Linked DNA regions of Ctenopharyngodon idella: region 2 is linked to region 1. A link is a contact called in public Hi-C data. All regions are on one chromosome and are shown on one strand. The core of a region is the stretch at or near the end of the contact, and the rest is flanking DNA. Distances in the headings are between cores, read along the strand shown.

Region 1 (5,184 bases), core at 144-2,643:
TACAGTATTACCACAGGGTTATGGGAATGTGTCCAAATGACACGAACTGTCCATTATGTAAGAGTACTTTGTAGCTCTGTCCATTTCAGAGTAGGTCGGCCCTCACCAGTCACTAACACGAGGTTCATGTGCCATTTATGGCCTCTGGTAGATATAATTCAAGGCTTTGCTGAACGTTTACATATGATTTTCTGTAGCTGACTATCTCTATACTGCTATGGTGAATTGTGCAGAAATGACTGATGTATTAATAACATACAAAAGCCTACAGGATTTATATTTATATTTCATGTGCATTATTAAAGTCATGTGATTGATGGTTTGAGGGACAGGCCTGTACAGCCCACAGACGTGTTGAGTGCTCATCGCCTGTTATCATCTGTCATAAACTCATCATATACTGTCAAATAATCCTGCACTATACTGCTGACTAGTGGACACTTATGAGAATAAAACGTATATGAGAGACGAAGTGAGAAGGTAATAATGGAAAACCCCTTTTTGGTAAATTAGAATTAGTTAACTAATGCTGTAAAATAGATAACCAAACAGAGCATGTTAGCATGCTATCCAAGAGCTTGTCTGCTAAAGTTGGACTTTCGGGTGCTTTTTGTTGTTTTGTTTTTGAGGGCTTGAGGTTACATTTGGACAATTCCATTTACAGCCAGTATAAAATAAGAATTCGTTTTGGGGTATCACTTTTTCCACATTCGGGAGTCTCAGCCTCAGAAAAGTATTCATTTGCCTCCCCCTCCTGGTGGACCCAGTAATGGTGGTTAGTTACATTACGTCATAGTGTGAAGAGAAAAAAAGATGGGTCAAAGTCTCTATTAAGCCTTTTTAAAGAGCCCGTGACGTAGGTGTGGAAAGTGAGACCTCAGTTGCTAATTATTTAGAAAATATAAATATTGAGTAGCCTAAATAAACTAGAATTTGATAAAAGTCATATTTTGTTATTAGTTGATCAATTGAATTAAAATATTAAAATGTTCAAAATTCCGCATGCAAAAGTTCAATTTAATTTGTGTAGACAAAAATTAAATATGTTTTATTATGGCAAGTACAGACACAAACAATATATATTTTCAAAGATGCGACGTCATGTTAAGAACATTCTAAGGTGATTTACATTTGTCTTTTGGACGGCAAAAATTCTGATAATTACTGTTTATGAAAACACATTTTTAACGCTATGGGAAAATCCGTATGAAACAAAAGTATGGTTAAAACCAGTCCAAATATTTTATCCAACGCAGACGGCGTCATAATGGTATGAATATTCTCATATTACTGACTTAAAAACTACGTAATCTTTTCTCCAAACTCAGAATCGCATAGACTACGTCATAACGTTTGGAACATTATCAAATTATGTGCACGCTATAAAGCTACAACATTGTAGCCGAAGCCTTTTCGTCATAACTGAGCGGCATGACGTCGAGCCGCATCAAACGCTTCCATTCAGGCAGGGGCTTTATTATGCAGAAATACCAAAATGATTGGCCTGATATCAAAATGAGTGATCATAAATAATAACGCGAGAGTTTGCAAGTTGCCTGCCGACTGTAGTCACAACTGTCAAAGGCAGCAGCAGCGGATACGCGCGTGACCCAGCACCCATACTGTTACTGTACACGGTCGCGGAGATAATATCCCTATCAAACAAATACACGGCATAATCCCGAGGTAAGGACAGGAATCGAGGGGCTGCGGCGAAACTGCGCGACGCTGTGCCTTCCCCTCCGCTTTCTTTCCGTCGCGTTCACTTCTTCCACCCTCGATTACTGCACTAAACATATCCCCGTGCCTCCTTTAGCAACAGCGCGAGGGTTTTTTTTTTTTTTTTTACTCCTCCTTCGTATTAAAGTCGCCATTTTGCTTCACTGCCTATGAAAGCTTCTTGTATTTTCATATTTTTGGCGGCGTTTCCGCGTATTTGTGCGCGTGCTTTTGATTTGGAATTTAACGAGAGAGCTCGTGGATTACATATTAATGAAGAGGGGCGCCGAGTGCAGTCTGGAAACACGGTGAAAGTGTTCAGCTTGTGGGCATTTGCATCAGCTTGCTCTTTTTTTTTCTTCCTCCTCCTTCTTCATCATCTCCCTCCGCGGATACGCACAGCGGGGGCTGTGAGTGTGGCTACCGACCGTAACGCCCGTCTGTCCGCGACCCCACGCGCGCCAGGTGTGTTTGCCATGTAAAGTCAAGCGGCGCGACGCGAGAGTAAAGGCTACAGCCTGACCCCACGTGGGTGACCCGCTCTCACCCGCTCACCCGCTAGTGTTGGGTGGCTTTCCAGGTAGGTGTGGTCTTCGAGAAGTCGATTATCTGTCAATACTGCCTATAAATGCACAAGCTCGCATTTCCTTTGCAAAGTAGCATGGTTTAGTGTGTTACAAGGTGTTGAAGCTTTTGGGGGGAATGAAATATACAAGAAAAATGTGTTGTGATGTTTATGTATGAACTGTCAGACCTAATATAAACACTCAAACACAGTTTGAGCACTTAGAAAGACTTATGTGGGTCATTCTTACTATGTTGAAGTAGGCCTACATTTTCATGTCCCTGTCATGTAGTATATTGGGTCAAATAATAAGTTTTCAGACAAAACAGGTCTTAAATATGAAAAACAGATTAGTTTCCCATGGGTTGAAAATGAAAGACAATTAAATATCGCAGGTGTTTTTGTTGTTGGGAATATTGTTTTAATCGACAGTCAATATAGATGTTTTTCTGTGCCCTCAATATCACTTTCCATCATGTTAATGGTGTGTAAAAAACCAAAACCAACTGAAAATAAACAAATCCAGCTCTTTAATGACATCATTCTCCAGAAAGTGACATCATTTTTCATGGGAAAACAACAAAACATCTATTTGTAAATGTATAAATATTAGCAAGGAACTGTGTGATGTTTTGTGGTATTAGTTGGTTTTTGCCACTCTAAAACATCTCATCCTGTTAAAATGACAGAAAATATAACGCTTATAATATTAATATTTCAGAAGTAATATATATATATATATATATATATAATTTTTTTTTTTTAATATCAAAATGAACTTCAAGTTGGCATCATCATGTAAGCTAACTCAGTTTCTCAGTAAGCAATGATTAACTTCAGCAGCTCTTTATTTCCATTCTGTTGAGTAATCACTCTTACATTTCCTGCCATTGTGTAAATAATGAAGTTGTAATTAATAACATTGAAGTGCTTGAGCCTGACCAGAGCATTTCAGAAAGTCTGGATTTTTTTGTTATAGAAATACTTGATTCAATTACAACTTGAGCATATTTATTCTTCAAAACTTACATTTTGATTGGCACTGCAGGAATAAGCCATGTGTGTTTCTCTGATTGTGTAGGCACAAGTCCATTCACAGCCTTTCTAAAGTGTGTGATAAATTCCCCAAATACCATAGCACTTAGTCCTACCAGCTGCTTTTCCTATTACCTTATTGCTCTTTTCCTTTCTGGAATAAACTTCTGGCTCACAAATGAGCTTCAGTCTCTGGGCCATAAATAATTTGGTCTAATGATCTTCAGCACTTGAAGATCCATCGTTCTTCTATGTGGGTTAGGTGATGGGAGGGCCATTCTTTGATATGGTGATACAGGATGCGGGCTGCTTTGCTGCTTTGTGTGCAGTACCTGTTGTTTTGGTTGGCATTTGAATGTGGAAGGGTTGTCACGTTCTATAGCATATCCTGTGATGATTAGAGTGTGATTTCTTGTCTTTCAAACATACTGTATATGTGTGTTTCAGTTCATGTAGCATTTCGACTTTTAATCGTATGGAAGTTTGTAATGATCACGCTTTAATGGCAAAAGTAAACCTCTCAATTAGCGTTCACCGGAAATGTATTAGTGCCTCTGACAGCGAAACATTCCCACGGCATGCATTAGATGAAACATTTATCTGTAATGTTCATAAAATCTCTTTTGACACATGATAAATCATGCAGCCATATGCCCGGCCACTGTTCAGCAAATAATAGAACACTAAATTAATGGAAGTTTAAAAAGACACAAATTAGTGACCCATTAGGCCAAACCTAATGAAGAACTGAAATGACATTGATTTAAGTTAATAAGAAAGTATGATCACATTCTAATCAGTGCGCTGTTTATTTTAATTAGTCATTGTCAGGCTTCATTCATTGCAGTGAACTGGCCATTTCCCTTCTGGATTAGTGACTGTGAAAAGAAAAATATATTCAGCCAGAGACTGAACTCGATTCATTTGGTTTTATTTATATATATGTGTGTATGTATGTATGTATGTGTGCTAAATAGGAAAAACACAAAAACTAGATAGATGATGGACAGACAGATAGATGGACGGATGGATGATGGATAGATAGATAGACGGGCGGACGGACAGACGGACGGATAGATAGATAGATGGATGGATGGATGGATGAACAGGATGGACAGACAGATGAATAGACTGATGGATGGATAGATAGATAGACGGACGGACGATGGAGAGATAGATAGATAGATAGATAGATAGACAGACAGATGGATGGATAGATAGATAGATGGACAGATGGATAGATAGACGGACGGGCAGATAGATAGACGGATAGATAGACGGACGGATAGATAGATGGATAGATAGATGGATGGATAGATAGATAGATGGACAGATGGATGATAGATAGATAGATGGACAGATGGATAGATAGATAGACGGACGGGCAGATAGATAGACGGATAGATAGACGGACGGATAGATAGATAGATAGATAGATAGATAGATAGATAGATAGATAGATAGATAGATGGACAGATAGATGGATGGTAGATGGATAGACGGACAGACAGACGGATGGATGGATGGACGGACGGACGGATAAATAGATAGACAGACAGATGGATGGTAGACGGATAGACGGACAGATGGATGGATGGTTGGACGGATGGATGGACGGACGGACAGACAGATGTATGGATAGACAGATAGACGGACAGACAGACGGACGGATGGATGGATGGATGATGGATGGATGGATGGATGATGGATGATGGATGATGGATGGATGGACAGGCAGACGGATGATGGATGGATAGACAGATGGATGGATGGATGGATCGACAGATAGATGGACAGACAGACGGATGGATGGATAGATAGACAGACAGATAGATGGATGGTAGATGGATAGACGGACAGACAGA
Region 2 (5,234 bases), core at 1,795-4,294, 150 kb before region 1:
GTTCATATGCATAACATAGTGTGAGGTAATTTTGCTTTTTCATGCATAACAAAAATTAGCATACAGTGCACATTTCAAGATGCAGCAAGTCTGTCTCTGCTTTACTCCACACATTTGTGATGAAACGTTACTCACCCCTTGCAGTGGGTCAACAGAGGTGTGGTTCTCTCCTGTCTGGAGGTGCTTGGCAAAGAAGCTGTCCGGCACAGGCGTGAGCTTCTCGTAGCGGGGATTCCTCTGACGTTTGTTCCTGGCATCACCCACCTCAGGAATACTCAACCACTCATCCTCTGTGACCTCAGCCAGCTTCCTCTGGAAGACACAGATAATGCAACAGGGTTATTGTTGACAGCTACACTGTGATTCAAAAGTCAATTAAAAAGATTTTTTTAATGTTTTTGAAAGAAGTATCTTATGTTCAACAAGATACATTAAAAACAGAGAAATATTACATTTAAAATAACTGTTTTGTATTTGAATACATTTTAAATGTAATTTATTCCTGTGATCAAAGCTGAATTTTTAGCATCATTACTCCAGTTCAGTGTCACATAGTCCTTCAGAAATCATTATAATATGCTGATTTGATGCTCAAGATGCCTTACTTATTATTATCAGTGTTGAAAACAGTTGTGCTAATTCATTCAGCTGCTTTGTGCTTTTTTACAGGATTCTTTGATGAATAGAAAGCTCAAAAGAACAGTTTTTTTTGTTTTGTTTGTTTTTTTAAATACATTTCAAATGTCTTTACTTTTGATCAATTTAATGCTTTCTTGCTAATTAAAAGTATTATTTTCTTTAAAAAAACCTTATTGACTCCAACCTATTGAACAGTAATGCATATGAGAATAAATACATGCTAAGGAAATTATAAACCACAAACGTGGTGTGATATTTTTTATTAGTATTAGCCTATTATTTAGTAAAATGAAACTATTCAATATTAACAATACTTCATTTAAAATTCTGACACAGTTTAAACTAAAACGGTTAAAGTGCCCCTATTCTGCTATTTTAAAGGCTCTTAATTTCGTTAATTTAGTTTTGGAGGTCTCCTACAATCGGTTTTCATGCATCAAAGGTCAAAAAACACTGAAACGGTTCGATAAAGGATTTGGTCTCTCTAAAACACTCCTTTCTGAGAGCTTCCTCTGCTCTGATTGGTCAGATGGCTCAGTCTGTTGTAAATTGTTCTACTCTGCTCTGATTGGTCAGATGGCCCAGTCTGTTGTGACTGGTCTACTGTGCTCTGATTGGTCAGACAACCCAGTCTGTTGTGATTGGTCTACTGTGCTCTGATTGGTCAGATGAACCAATCTGTTGTTATTAGTCTAACGCTTACAGCGCCTGTTGGTAACCAAACCCTAATTACCATATGTGGATTTCAGCTCCAGATCTTCCTCAGCACTTAATACACAGTGATATGAACAGCATCGATGATGTCGGTTTTACTGTATCCATTAGAAAGCGATTCCTGATCCTTTGGAAGTGCAAAGTGGATTTGCTTTTGCAGCACTGAAAACAGTGTCTTCTCAACATGTCGACAACACGAACCAAGCTCTTCCAGGCCTCAGCAATAACTACAGTGATCGAGGATCAAAGTAGACTTTGTTCACGGGCAGCCAATGAAGACCATAGACTGGCATTATGCAAATTAGTTACAAACCTACATGGGTTTGTTACAGGAAGTGAGACTGGAATTACTGCTTACTTGTTTCAGGCAGTTCAGATTCGGTTCTTTCTTTTAGAAGACAATAAGTTTATATGCTGTGCACTTTGATCTTTGAAACCTTTTACATTCACAAACAGCTACATTACGCACTACATGAAAGGTAATATTGGAAAAAGCACAATAGGGGCACTTTAAAGATTAGTTGTAGGTTAAAGCAGGCAGGGGAACATTTTAACAAATCATAATTCAGCAGGTCAATATTCACCAAGTTCCACACAAACCTTCAGATCTGAGAACTGTTGCTGAATCTTGGGCCGCTCCATACGGTATTTCTCGATCTCCTCTTTCTCTCGCAGCTCCCTGCAGACACAACAATAAACTCAGCCAAGATATGCTACATAAAAACAAACAAGCGTTGATGATAGAAGAAAGTCCACACTCACCGTCTTTCTTTGCGTCTCTCATCCATCCGTTTATCCAGTGCGGCGTAGATGGCATCTGCCTCCTCATCGTCTTTCTCATACGGCCCACTGGAGAACAGACTGCCTGCATAGCCGTTGAACTAGAGGATACAGAAGATCACATTTACTTTATTTTAGATCTGACAAAGCCACTAATAAAAAACAAGCAAGCATAATTTTGAGCATTAAGTTGTATTTTTGCATGCAATCACATATTGCACATCAAGTCAACCTGGCTCCTTTCAGAATGATGTACCTCATCATAGTTAGTGTCGTTGAGATCCTCATCATCATCGTCCTGGTTCTTCTTCATCTGATCGCCCACCGTCCTCTTCCCAGGGGGTGCGTGCCTATCGTCCACCGGGTCATTGGCATCACGAGCGGGACCAATATCAGACCGCGTTGTGAAACCCGTGGCACTGCAGAACACAATACATTACAACAGCTGTTTTCAAACTGGGGTAAATTAATAAAGCCAAATTATCATATGTATCTCTAAATAAATAAACATTACACATCAACGAAACATCACAATACACAAGACAGCACAGCACAACGTTCATAACATTATATAGGGGTCTAAAATAAAAATCAAGTCATGTTATTAAGTCATATATGTGAGTGCGTTGAGTTTAGACTGTCGTTATTATTTGTGTTGGTCTCTCACCCTCTGCCCAGACCGGGCACGTAACCCAGCGGCGCAGGCATGCCGAGAAACGGCTTCTTCTTCTTATTCAAGCCCCCCATGAGCGGAGACGCAAGCGGCATTGCCGGAGCTCCATTTGCGGCCCCGCCGGTACCTCCGGACTGGGTTTTGTTTGCAGTTTTCGCGGGTTGCTTCGCTGTAGCGCTCGCCATCGTTGCGCTGCCGACAACACGCTTCACTTCCGGAACAACAACAGTCGCGCTTCCTGTGACATTAAAGTCTGCTTTTAAAATGTGTCGCTATATCGCCGCCATAGGACGGGCGGTGTGAAGTAGCTTGACCTAAATTCACCTGTTTTTTTTGTTGTTGTTGTTTTTATAATTATTACAGTACTTTTTCAAAATAACTGAAAGAAGTTGATATGAGACGAAAAAAAATCTAAACATATTATGTGCGTTAGTAGACCTCAACCTTCCCTTTCATCTTAAAGCATGTACCTGATTTATAATTTATATCGTAGTTATATGATCAAATAATCACCATTGAAAAGATAAATTGAAATTCATATAGGTTTGTTGAATTTGATTTGAAGTTTTATTTGATGCTACGATCCTTTAGGGTTGGTTTCAAATTAAATTATTATGATTAAATTAGCTATCCTGATATTACACGTCCATAGTTTGATTGAGAGTTCTTTCAACAGAAAAATGAGACCTTTTGGGTTGAAATTATACAACTATATTAATAAAGTTTTGTGTCATTTGAAATTAATGTTTAATGTCAGAGAATGTATACTAATGAGATCATCAGTGAATGTCATCTACAGAGGGCAGCAGAGGCTTGATTTCTATGGTGACAAGTATTTCAGGACAGCACTTAATGGAACACTCCACTTTTTTTTGAAAATAGGCTCATTTTCCAACTCCCCTAGAGTTAAACAGTTGAGGTTTACCGTTTTCGAATCCATTCAGCCGATCTCCGGGTCTGGCGATACCACTTTTAGCATAGCTTAGCATAGTTCATTGAATCTGATTAGACCGTTAGCATCTCGTTAAAAATGACCAAAGAGTTTCAATATTTTTCCTATTTAAAACTTGACTCTTCTGTAGTTACATTGTGTACTAAGACCGACGGAAAATTAAAAGTTGCGATTTTCTAGGCCAATATGACTAGGAATTATACTGTCATTCCGGCGTAATGATCAAGGAACTTTGCTGCCGTACCATGGCTGCAGCAGGCACAATGATATTACGCAGTGTTTCTCACAAATGTCTCCATGGTTGCAAGGCACGCTCCCTGTGCAAGCAGGGGGTCACAGGCACTGCGTAATATCATTGCGCCTGCTGCAGCCATGGTACGGCAGCAAAGTTCCTTTTTTATTACGCCGGAATGAGAGTATAGTTCTTAGTACACGATGTAACTACAGAAGAGTCAAGTTTTAAATAGGAAAAATATTGAAACTCTTTGGTCATTTTTTAACGAGATGCTAACGGTCTAATCAGATTCAATGAACTATGCTAAGCTATGCTAAAAGTGGTACCGCCAGACCCGGAGATCGGCTGAATGGATTCGAAAACGGTAAAACTCAACTGTTTACCTCTAGGGGAGTTGGAAAATGAGCCTATTTTCAAAAAAAGTGGAGTGTTCCTTTAAAGGTGAAGAATTTGTATTTTAGTGTTATAATACTTACTTCTATTACAGCTTAATATGCAGAGACAATTAAAAGTAAATCATTTGTAGGCCAATTCCCCTGAAAGTAAATACTGTGGCTCCATTCCTGCCTATTGCAGCAACGTTGGCTCAACCAATGGTATGAGTTTGGGGTGGGGTTTTCTATCGTTCTGACCAATGCAAGACAAGGGGGTGTTTGGAAACCTGCAATTCTAAATTCTGTCATTAATTACTCACCCTCATGTCGCTCCAAACCCGTAAAACTTTTGTTCATCTTCAGAGTTTTGAAGGTTTTCGGAGGTTTGTTCTCGCCCGTCAAGCAGGTTCGGTTGAGCTTCTGTTTATTTTCGCTGGTCAATGTTTATATATGAATAAAAGCCTAAATTAAATCTGTGCATCATATAATGCTATCTTGACTAAACTGCTCAATACATATGGGTTAATTTTACAATCTCTTTATTAACTTTTTGAAGTGTCAAAGTGGTAGTTGCGTAGCTGTCAATGGGGGGACAGAAATCTCTCTGATTTTATTAAAATATCTTCATTTGCATTTCAAAGATGAAAGAAAGACTTATGCGTTTGGAAAGACATGAGGGTAAGTAATTAATGACAGAATTTTCATTTTTGGGTGAACCTTTAAATAGTTCTTTTAAGTCACCATGAAATTAAAACTGACAATTCTTCGTCCTTTTTCGGAGTGTCTATTTACACTAATTGCAAATAGTGTCCCTTGTTGGCAAACGCTATTTACACTAGCTCCGCCCACTAATGTCTGGTTGGGCCA

Evidence for each region. A called contact is a pair of places that touch in the nucleus more often than the background predicts.
Region 2: a contact with region 1 is called in a Hi-C map of muscle, with 4 times the contacts expected there. The contact joins the promoter of prpf6 here to the promoter of znf512b in region 1. A contact is called at or near these places in 2 of 2 Hi-C or Micro-C datasets (both in muscle).

The regions. Positions count from the first base shown.
Region 1 is chr22:27,749,372-27,754,555 of HZGC01, reverse strand. It overlaps znf512b (zinc finger protein 512B), which reads left to right and starts at 1,393. Exons shown (of 17, transcript XM_051879677.1): 1 at 1,393-1,686.
Region 2 is chr22:27,899,222-27,904,455 of HZGC01, reverse strand. prpf6 (PRP6 pre-mRNA processing factor 6 homolog (S. cerevisiae)) reads right to left here and starts at 3,044. Exons shown (of 21, transcript XM_051879525.1): 1 at 2,801-3,044; 2 at 2,390-2,552; 3 at 2,116-2,234; 4 at 1,954-2,032; 5 at 136-312. The coding sequence starts at 2,991.